Regions from separate parts of the Mus musculus genome. Here region 2 is linked to region 1. Evidence: chromatin contacts called from public Hi-C data. All regions are on one chromosome and are shown on one strand. Each heading gives the region's core, a stretch centred on a gene start, on an enhancer-like site or on the middle of the called end of the contact. The rest is flanking DNA. Distances are from core to core; before and after follow the strand shown.

The links. Hi-C and Micro-C count contacts between places; a contact is called where the count stands out from the background.
Region 2: a Hi-C map of liver shows a contact between it and region 1, with 2.1 times the contacts expected there. The contact joins two enhancer-like sites. A contact is called at or near these places in 2 of 15 datasets of contacts at CTCF or cohesin (embryonic stem cells and stem cell-derived epiblast-like cells), 6 of 484 Hi-C or Micro-C datasets (the G1E-ER4 cell line, embryonic fibroblasts, embryonic stem cells and 3 more), 18 of 115 datasets of contacts at active chromatin or transcription factors (craniofacial prominence, embryonic basal ganglia, embryonic hindbrain and 8 more) and 2 of 9 other capture datasets (adipose tissue and pancreatic islet).

Annotation. Positions count from the first base shown.
Region 1 is chr15:77,121,585-77,126,640 of GRCm38.p6, reverse strand. All of the region lies in intron 3 of Rbfox2 (RNA binding protein, fox-1 homolog (C. elegans) 2), which reads left to right. Among named protein-coding and RNA genes, the nearest start is that of 1700109K24Rik, 40 kb to the right of the region's middle. Within about 2 kb of position 2,015, at least 11 of the 459 cell types and tissues checked have an H3K27ac peak or open chromatin away from gene starts, as enhancers often do. A contact at or near this core is called in liver, where this site is marked.
Region 2 is chr15:77,341,632-77,346,687 of GRCm38.p6, reverse strand. No RefSeq gene overlaps it. Among named protein-coding and RNA genes, the nearest start is that of Gm41352, 31 kb to the right of the region's middle. Within about 2 kb of position 2,372, at least 123 of the 459 cell types and tissues checked have an H3K27ac peak or open chromatin away from gene starts, as enhancers often do. A contact at or near this core is called in liver, where this site is marked.

The sequences.
Region 1 (5,056 bases), core at 766-3,265:
GTAGCCCAGATAGGCCTTAAACTAAAGATTCTTCTACCTCAGCCTCTGCGTCCTGGTATTGAGGTGTACTACCATGCCTGGCTGGTGTTTATGCTGCTTATTGCTATGAGCTGTGCTGTTGAGTCCAGCTCTTGCTTGGGTTGGGTTGGATAGTCCTGTCATGTTGAAAAGAAAGGACTTCTCATTTAAAGATAAGAACTGAGCACTGAGTTCTAGAGTGTTTGTTTTTTAAATGAATTTTAGAAATTTGGTCTGCCTTTAAGAGTTTTAAGTTTGTTTTGATGGTCATTGGTCTCTTGTTATGCACTGGCAAAAGCACCAGCCAGTTAGGGGCTGCCTCCTGGCCTACAGAGAAGACAGGAATCCAGTTATTACATTGCAAATATTTCTAAAGGACAGCAAGCTTAAGTAGCCAAAGCATTTGAAGTAGTCAGGTTTTAAAATTCTACCTACTGAATTATATTTTTCTCAAAAGCCTAATGTCTACCCTTTTTCAAAACAAAACACTTTTAATGAGAGAGACCTCAACGGTATAATTAGCTTCTGTGACTGATTGGTAGTAAGATTTAGAAATACACTATTGGGGTTGGAGAGTTGGCTCAGCAGCTAAGAGTATTTGTTGCTCTTGCAGAGGACTCAGGTTCAATTTCTAGTATGTACTTGGTGATTCACAACCACCATAACTTAAGTTCTAGTTCCATCTCATCTGACCTCTGTGAACATGAGACACATATAGAGTAAGAGACAGGTCCTGTATCCCCTATACCTGATATTTAAAGATGGATGGATGGTTAGATAGATGGATGGATGGATAACAAGCCTGCAGTGGGTTGGAGGAGAATGCAGGATGGGGCATTTGTGTGTGGTCACAGATCACTGGCAGTTCCCAAGACTTTGTTAGAGGGACCGCTGGGTTAAACAGTTTCCATGCGTTTACAATGTAACACCTGCCATTTCACTGCCTTTGTTGGCTTTTGCCATCAGTCCAAAAGCGATAGTCGGTCAAATTACCAGTGCCTAGCAGGAATCCAAACAGTGATAGTAAACCATGCTGGTGGCAGTATGTCACACATGCACAGAACAAAAGAAAACCCAAGAAGGTCCTTGGTGAAACAGTGGGTAACTGGTCCTTTTCATATTCCCTGTAGGAGAATGAAAGGTGCTCATACCATCTATTTTCTATTCAAAATGCTTTCCTTGCCACCAGCAAGAGCATTGTGATGGAACTACAGACTGAACTCACTGCTGTCTTTCCATACAAGAACCACTGGTGGGCAGACTCATTCTCACTTGAATATGTGGTAGACATTCTCTTGAGAATGACTAGACTTGTCTTTTTAAGGAGGAAATTGATCAAAGCTGCTATGAGCAACATTTAAACTTCCCCACAAATATCAGAAAATGTTATGCCCCCAATGAGCTTTATAGATCTTAAGTATACTCAGAAACAGTATGGCAACACCCTAGTCAGTGATGGGCCAGATGGAGGGCCGTGGTCCTGTAATATTATCTCAGGGCTGGGTGTGTCAGGGGCAGGCAGGTCTCTGTGTCTGAAGCAAGCCTGATCTATGTAGCAAGTTCCAGACCAGCCAGGGTTATAGAATGAGACCCTGTCTTTAAGAAGAAAAAGAGTATTATAGTGGAATCAGAAAATTTCTCTAATCCAGTGACATAGGTGCCACAGAGTCCTGCTGGAAGATCAGGTTCTCAACCTGTGGGTCACGTCCCCTCCAGGGGTCCAATGACCAACTCTTTCACAGTGATTACCTAAGACCATCTACATATCATATTTACATTATGATTTATAACAGTAGCAAAATTACAGTGATGAAGCAGCAATGAAAATAATTTTATGGTTGGGGGCCACCACAACATGAGGAACTGTATATATTAAAGGGTCGCAGCATTAGGAAGGTTGAACCATTGCTCTAAAGCCTAAGTATACAGTGGGCTGTTGTATCTAGCTTTGATGTTTGCACAGCAATGAGATTGCCCCACACTCTGTGTGCCTGTCATTAGGGATCTCTGGCTGTACTTTGAAGAGTTTCCCAATGGGATCAGTACAGATATTAGCAAATAAGGTGATGGGCGGTTCGGTGAAATGCAGTGAAATGTCCAATGTCACTAATATTTAACTAAGTGTTGCACAAGCCTTTAGTCCTGGCACTCAGGAGGCAGGGAGTTCCTGTATAGTCAGGGCTACACAGAAAAACCCTATCTTGAAAAACCTAGAAAGATAGAAGTAAACCAATAGTTTTCACCATTTACAAATATTGAATGTTATAAAATCACGCATGAATGAAAGATGCACACAAGTTACTTGGTTGTCTAGTCAACAGTAGCTTAAGAAATAGCCTGAGAAGTTTATTGGCCTGGTTTGACATTGCCATCAGCCTTCTAGAGACTGCTATTGAGCATGCTAGCTCAGTGGTCGAATGTTTGCCTCCTTAGTGCATGTGAGATAGGCCCCAGAGTCCATCACCAGCGAGAAGCCACCACTTGTCAAATGTGGGTATGTTATCGAAGATAATAACCCACAGTTTTCCAAGAGGACTGTTCTCAGCAGTCTATGGGTCAGAACAACGTATCAAACAGAACAAATGCTCATGTTGTGGAGATCACTAATATTTAACTAAGTGTTATTTTGGAAAATAGTTAACTTTTCATAAAAATGAAAACAGTAGGCTTGTGACTGCTATGTAAATTTCTGTTTTAAAATATTTCTCACAATGGTAAATACTAATAGGTATAAATCCACAGGATATACTTTGTAACGTAAAGTTGAAAGGGATCGGGCTTGTAGTGCAATCCTTATAATCCCAGCCCTTAAGACACAGGTGCAGGAAAATCAAGTTGGAGACCAGCCTGAATAGCACAGCTAAACCCGGTCATTAAAAAATAGAGAGTAGAAGTAAGATTGTACATCGAAGCCTTTCTGTTGATGATAAACTTGGTACATGCTTAAAGTTACAGCATGATGTTCTGAGTGCAGTGTATTTGGTGTGAACAAGGCTCTTCTGAAACAACCATGCTCAGTGTGAGCTTGGTAGAGACTCAGCTGTAGTGGGCCTAGATGTAAGGCCCAGTAGCATGTCACTGTAAAGTTGGAGTTTGATTTTCTGATGAATAAGAGTGTGGCACAGAGTTGCTGGTGAGTTAAAGGTAGAACACTGAGGAAATAGCATTTCTTCATACATTAGCCAAGTCTACTGTGGGCAGGTCTCAGCACACACTCTAGTGACAGGAGCTCAACCTCCCTCCATCCTCATAGGGCCTTTGCTTTGCTGTGTCCCATCTCTCTGGAATCAAAGCCACTTTCTCATGGTTGACTTACTAACACTTAGACTTGCCTTTATCTAATGATAACTCTGAATGGTGCCTTGCAGGTCGTTGGCCTGCTATCAGTACAACCAACGTGTGGCACTTACCAGCCAGCTGGGCTGCTTCAGTTCTTTGATGTTTTATGTCGCTGGGTCCTCTTACCTTCAGCCTGCATCATAGCTGTCATTAGCATGCTCCTGGTCTGTCATTAGAGACTTTCACTTCTCAGGCACCCATGAGTCTTGTCTTCCTCAAAACCTAAAAAGTAGGTAGAATACATTAAGTTTACATAAAATACCCACATCCTTTGTCAGTGTACTCATAACAAGAATGTTTTGTATCTTTCACCTTCTGAGTTTCGATGCCTCTGAGTAGTTTGGCTGTCTCAGTGTGGGCAAGTAGGTTATTCATTTCCTAGTTTGAAAATCAAGAGTTGCCACAGAATGCTACACTCAGACAATAGGAAAAAAAAAATGTCTTTAGACCATGTAGGAGCCAAGATACTATTGTGGCACATAGTTATGGAATTGTCTCCATACCTGCTGCTCTGCTGGGCACACCATAACTTCCTCACTTGCCTGCCCTTGTCACTTAAAGAGACCCAGCCAAAAAATTACTAGAAACAGCAGTGCTGTGGCTTACCAACCCATCTTCCACATCTCACATATCACAAGGGTGATAAGACTATAATGAATATTTAGGAACTTTTTAAAAAAGATTTATCAGAACAGCACTCAGCACGTTGGCTAAAGTACTGTTTGTATATGATATTGTATATGAGTCTCTGACTGTCCTGGCTAGTTTTATGTCAACTTGATACAAGCTGGAGTCACCTGAGAAGAGGACTGGTGGTCCTGGGTTGGATAAGAAAGCCAGCTGAGCAAACAATGGGAAGTCAGTCAGTAGGCAGCACCCCTCATGGCCTGTGCGTCAGCGCCTGCCCTGCTGCTTTACGTGGTGAACTGTAATATAAGTGGCTCTCAGCTCTTTCACGGGGGCGGGGGGGGGCACCTAAGACCATCTGCATATCAAATATTTACATTACAGTTCATAACAGTAACAAAGTTATAGTTATGAAGTAGTGTATGGTTGGGGATCACCACCACATGGGGAACTATATTAAGGGTTCACAGCATTAGGAAGGTTAAGAGTCACTCTGTTGTATGGAACTGAGAGTGAAATAAGTCCTGTGCTCTTCACGCTGCTTTTGGTCATGGTGTTTCGTTACAGCAATAGTAACCCTGACTAAGACACTGACTTATCAGTGCAAGTTAGTAAGCCGTCGTCATTTTGTGTCCTAAAATCCATTCTGATAAAGCAGGATTTTCCAAACTGGATTTTAAGATAAAATGGATAATGATAATGCATTGCAGAAATCCCAGTGCTTTAGAGGTAGAAACAGGAGGCTTGTGAGTTTAAGGCCAGCCTGGGCCATAGCAAAACTTTGTATTACTTCATAAAGGAGAGTGGGGGAAATGACTAGGTAAATGGGTGCTGCGCGTGAGACATGCAAGGTTGGGGAAAAGCCAGGACCCCAAGACTATGTTTTGCTTAGTGTCCCCAGATTTCCCAAAGAACACCAGCTGATGTCTGGCACCTCAGACCTGTTCTTAGAAGCATGCTGCTTTGTGGTTTTCAGTGTGTTCATGTGTGCATTCATAGATGCATCTAAAGTTATCACTAACCTGCATTTAAAGGCTGTGGTCTTTCCAATTGGTTTTACTTTGGCATTAAA
Region 2 (5,056 bases), core at 1,123-3,622, 220 kb before region 1:
GACACAGGCTTGGTTCCCAGCACCCACAAGGTGGTGTACCACTGCCTATAACTTCAGTTCCAGGGGATCTGACACCCTCTGCCCACCGTGGACACATAAACACGTGGCACACGTAAAATTACATACATGCACATGAATAAAATAAGCATATAAATACAATTTAAGGATATTGAAATTTTTTTCTCACACCAGTAGTATCTACATAGGAGTATCCTGCATTATTCTTTAAACTATTTTTTATATTACGTATACAATTTTTTTTTACTTTTGCATTTGTATGGGTGTGTGGAGTGGTTATATGTATGATTGTTCCTGTGTGTGTGTGTGTGTGTGTGTGTGTGTGTGTGTGTGTGTGTGTGCCCATTCATTTGGAGGCTAGAGGTTAATGTCTGGTGTCTTCTTTGATTGATTCCATTTTATTTGCTGAGGCAGAGTCTCTCCTGTGGGTTAATTAGTGCTCTTTAGAGAGGCACCGGAGAGGTGACCTCTCCCTTAGCTCTGTGAGGTTAAAGCAAGAAGCAAAAGGAGGCCTTCACTTCATTCCTTCAGGAACCAAATTAGCCAGCTCCTTGACCTGGCTTGTCTGCCCTCGAGTTCTGAGAACTGCATCCGTGTCGTTTAAGCTGCTTGGGCTGTGGCACATTCTGAGCTGCCTGGGACAGTGGTGTCTAAACTCAAAGGCTGAGGAGAGGAGCTGATACTCTTTCACAACTGGGAGAGTCAAACCAAAGCTCAGGAGAGTCTGTGGAGCCCAAACTGGAGACCATAGGATGCTGCGGCAGGCTGAGCACCATCCTTGTGGATCATTTCCGACCAGGGGAAATCTAGAAAACACATACTCACACTCATACACACACACACACACACCCACACACACACACACACACACTCACACTCACTCATACATACACACACTCACACGCATTCATATACACATATACACACTCACTCTTACATACACTCACATTCATACACACACACACTCACTCATACATTCATACACTCACACACTCATACACACAAATACTCATACACACATTCTTACTCATAGATACACTCACTCAGACACACACTCACAATGATACACACTTACTCATATACACACTTATAAACATTCACACTCACACTCACTCATGCCCACATACACACATTTACACATACTCACATACATACATACACAGTCAAACTCACTCATTCACACATATACACACTCACACCTGCTCACACACTCATACACATACATTCACACTTACTCATACACGCATATACACATTCACACTCACACTCATTCATACACACTTACATACTCATGCACACACATACACAGACACACTCATTCACATACTCATACACACATACACACTCACACTCACTCATATACACACATACACACATTTACACTCACATTCACACATGTACACACACACACTCATACTTACCGTCTTTTTCTTTTCTATACTTGCATTCTTAACTGATCTCGAAGGGGTCAGCCAATAGCTGAGATAACAGGATTCAAACCCAGCCCAGAGCCTGAGTCTATCACTCAAACCCATCAATTTAACTAACTGATCTACTTGGGCAAAGCCAAGACATAAACAGGCAGCCAGAATTCAAGGCAAGCCACGGATGCTGTGCCTGCATCTGGGACGTGACATTCCCTGGGGCCGCTGGGATTTGAGCTGTTTTCAAAGGCAGCAAAATCTATAAGGTCAGAGCCCTGCAAACCTGAGAGGAACTCCCTGAGCCAGAGAGAGGATCAGGGTCCCAGAGCTCCAGTCAACTGTGCCTGCGACCTCAGTGAGGTCGCTTGGCCTCTCTGACCCTTGATGTCTTCATTGGAAAAATAGGGAAGATAATGTATTCCATGTGCCCTAGAGCCACACTGTCCTTAGTCTAACAGACAACTCACAAGCTGCCTGGGATCCTCCAGGCAGGATAGTAGAAGTACATGACCCAGCTTTGTGCATACTCTCACACACATGGAGAAGGCCGATCTTTGGGAGGGGGAGCCTTAGTTTTCCTGCCCTCGGGGCAACACAAGCCTTTTGAAAGGCCCACCCAACCTAGGGCTCAGGATGTGAGCACACTCGTAAAGGCTGGGGTCACACCCTGATCTCTAACCTTTGTCCTCAAACTTGAGCCCAGGGAAGACAGTGGCTCTACTCCATTTTGGTGACACTAGAGAAGGCCTGGGAACAACTATAAAACTGGACCAAGGAGGCTGGATTAGCTCCGTCCTCCAGCCCCTTTAGCCCCTCTCCCTTTCCGCGGGTGTCTCTGCCTTCTGTCAGGCCGGCCTCTTTTGGATCTGTTTCAGGAATGCTGGTAACTGGAGATTCTCCACCTTGATCCTGCCTCCCAAACACACTGAAAAAGAAACATGCCCGCTGCCACAATAGCACAGCCTAGGAGGAAGTTGCCGGCCATGGATAGAGCTGGAAGGGGAGGACCCCGAGAAAAAGGGCAGGCTCTTCCAGACCCAGCCTATATTCTCTGAGCCTGTCCGGCTTTCCTGCCTTTCCAAACCTTCCCGATCTTTCCTTTGGCTCTCAGGTACAGAGAGGGAAGTGTGGAGGGGGTATCCTCTGCTCCCGTAACCCTTTCCTCCCTCCCTCTGGGCCCTAAGGCTCCAGAAGCCTTTCCTTTATGCTGGTAACAGTGACAATTACGGTGGCGACTAGCCAGTGAGCAGCTGCCCCTTCCCACCATGTCCCATCCCCTGCCACCCTGAGATATCTTGACAGGCTCCCCATATCACAGAAAGCGAGCCAAGACCTAAGAAAGTCAAGTGATTTATTTGTTCAGGCACAAAGCCAGGACAGCTCAGAGCCCTTGGTTTCCTGAGCCCCAGACCTTTTTGCTGTGTCTCCACGCGACCTAGGGAGAACATCTGGCCACATTAGGGGCAAGAAAAAGCTATGGGGCTATCCATCAAGGGAGGGGCAAGTGTCATCCGCTCAGGAAACCCTGATAGAAGGCACTTCCTACACGGTCTCCGGGCAAGGGAAGCTGGGCAGGTCCGCTTCCTACAGGGTCAGAGGGGGCTCCAGGCAAGGGAAGCAGGGCAGGTCCGCTGGCAGAGCGCCCCCTGCTGGATTCTCCCCTGTGGTTCCAGCCTCACCCACCGCTTTTCTTTTGTGGGATCCTTGCCGCATACCCAGAAGAGGAACGATGTCAGCAGTTTGCAGTCCACTGTTTCCCCCCACCGCCTCTCTATGGTTCCAGTGTCAGCTTAGCTCTTACCATGCGCTCTGCAAGCCTTCCCATCCCCACCTTGACAGGCTGAAGCCCAAGAGATGAGGAGAGGCAGAGAGTATCATGGCCGTGGAATACTGAGAGGAAACCCGTTACCCCTGCAGCGTGGAACAGCAAAGCATCTCCATCTCCAGGCTCTTCTCGTGCGCCTTCCTTCATTTCTTCTCCTGTCCCTTATCCGCTCCAAATGTGGCCCCAACAGGAAAGGCAGACAACTGCATGAACAAGATTGACTGACTGGATTTGCCCCCATCAGGACAGGAAGTCCCTAGACAGACATACAATGGGTCTCTGTAGAGGAGGCAGACAATGGAAGTATTAATAGGAACACGTTTTGTCGCTACCGTTGACCGGCATCGCTGAAGCGCTGACTGGCATTTGCTGTCCCACTCAGTACCATAAGCTCAAGTTATAAACGCCCGGAGTCAAGGAGCGAAAGGGATTGAATGCCTGCCCTGATCTTGGCTGTGTGACCTTAAGCAAGTAACTTAACCTTTCTGAGTCTCAGACTTCACATCTATAAAATGAGGAGGGGAAAAAGAAAAAGATTCCCTTCCAGCCTTCCTCAAAATATCGCTGCTAGGACAAAGTAATATGTAAAATAGATGCAGACATCCACTGTAAACTCTGTGAGCATGGACATCACACATGCACTCTGTAAGCTCTATGGCCATATACCTCACATTACTTTCTACTTCATCTTCCAAAGTGTCTCCGCTGCCCCCAGCTAATTCCCGTCCTGCGTCTCCAGTTCTGATCTCGGACTTTCTCCTCTGTGGTCTGAATTGCAGCACCAGGTGGGAGGAGGAGTGCAGAGGACTCAGGACAGGGTGTGGGGGGAGGGGAGACATGGACAGGACAGGGGAAGGGAGGTGGGGGCTTCTGAGGTCTTAGGCCTTGGTTTGCTGGCTCCGTTGCTTCTGCCTATGCAGAGCAGAGAACACCTCGGGAGGGTACAATGATGGACTTCCTGATGGTCAGTCAAGATGCTGAAAAACCCGAAAGAAAGTGGATGGGTGTAAGATACCCCTTGCTAGGGCACGTCCCCAGTGATTCCTTCCAACAACTAGACACAGCCTCTTAGTTACCGCCACTTTCCAATGACATCATCAGGGTTCCTGGGTTTAATGGTACCGATCAGGAGAAGAGTAGAGAGGACCATTGGGAAACCCACTTCGGTCAATAGGCCAAGGGTGGGACAGGGGAGGGATGGCAAGAGAAACTGTGGGAGTCCAGCAGGGGGCACTCTGCCTGCGGGCAACTCTCAAAAGGGGGTAGAGTCATAGATAGAGGCGTGGTTTCTCAACCAGTGAGTCCCAACCTCCTTGGGGTCCAAGGACACTTTCACAGAGGTCCCATCTCAGACATCCTGCATATAAGATATTTATGGCAGTAAATAATTTACAACTGTAAATGTTTTTGGGTTTTTTTGGTGTGTTGTTTGGTTGGTTGGTTGTTTTTTCGAGACAGGGTTTCTCTGTATAGCCCTGGCTGTCCTGGAACTCATTCTGTAGACCAGGCTGGCCTTGAACTCAGAAATCCGCCTGCCTCTGCCTCCCAAGTGCTGGGATTAAAGGCGTGCACCACGACTGCCCGACCATAACAGTAAATGTTATGATTTATAGCAGTAGCAAAATTACAGTTATGAAGTAGCAAGGAAATAATTTTATGGTTGGAGGTCACCATAACACGAGGAACTGTATTTATTAGGAAGGCTGGGAACCCCTGGCGTAGCGTAACTTACTTGGGGCAGAAGATGGTTTAGCTCACCACACTATCGCGTTCTGAGAAGAGGGGGACT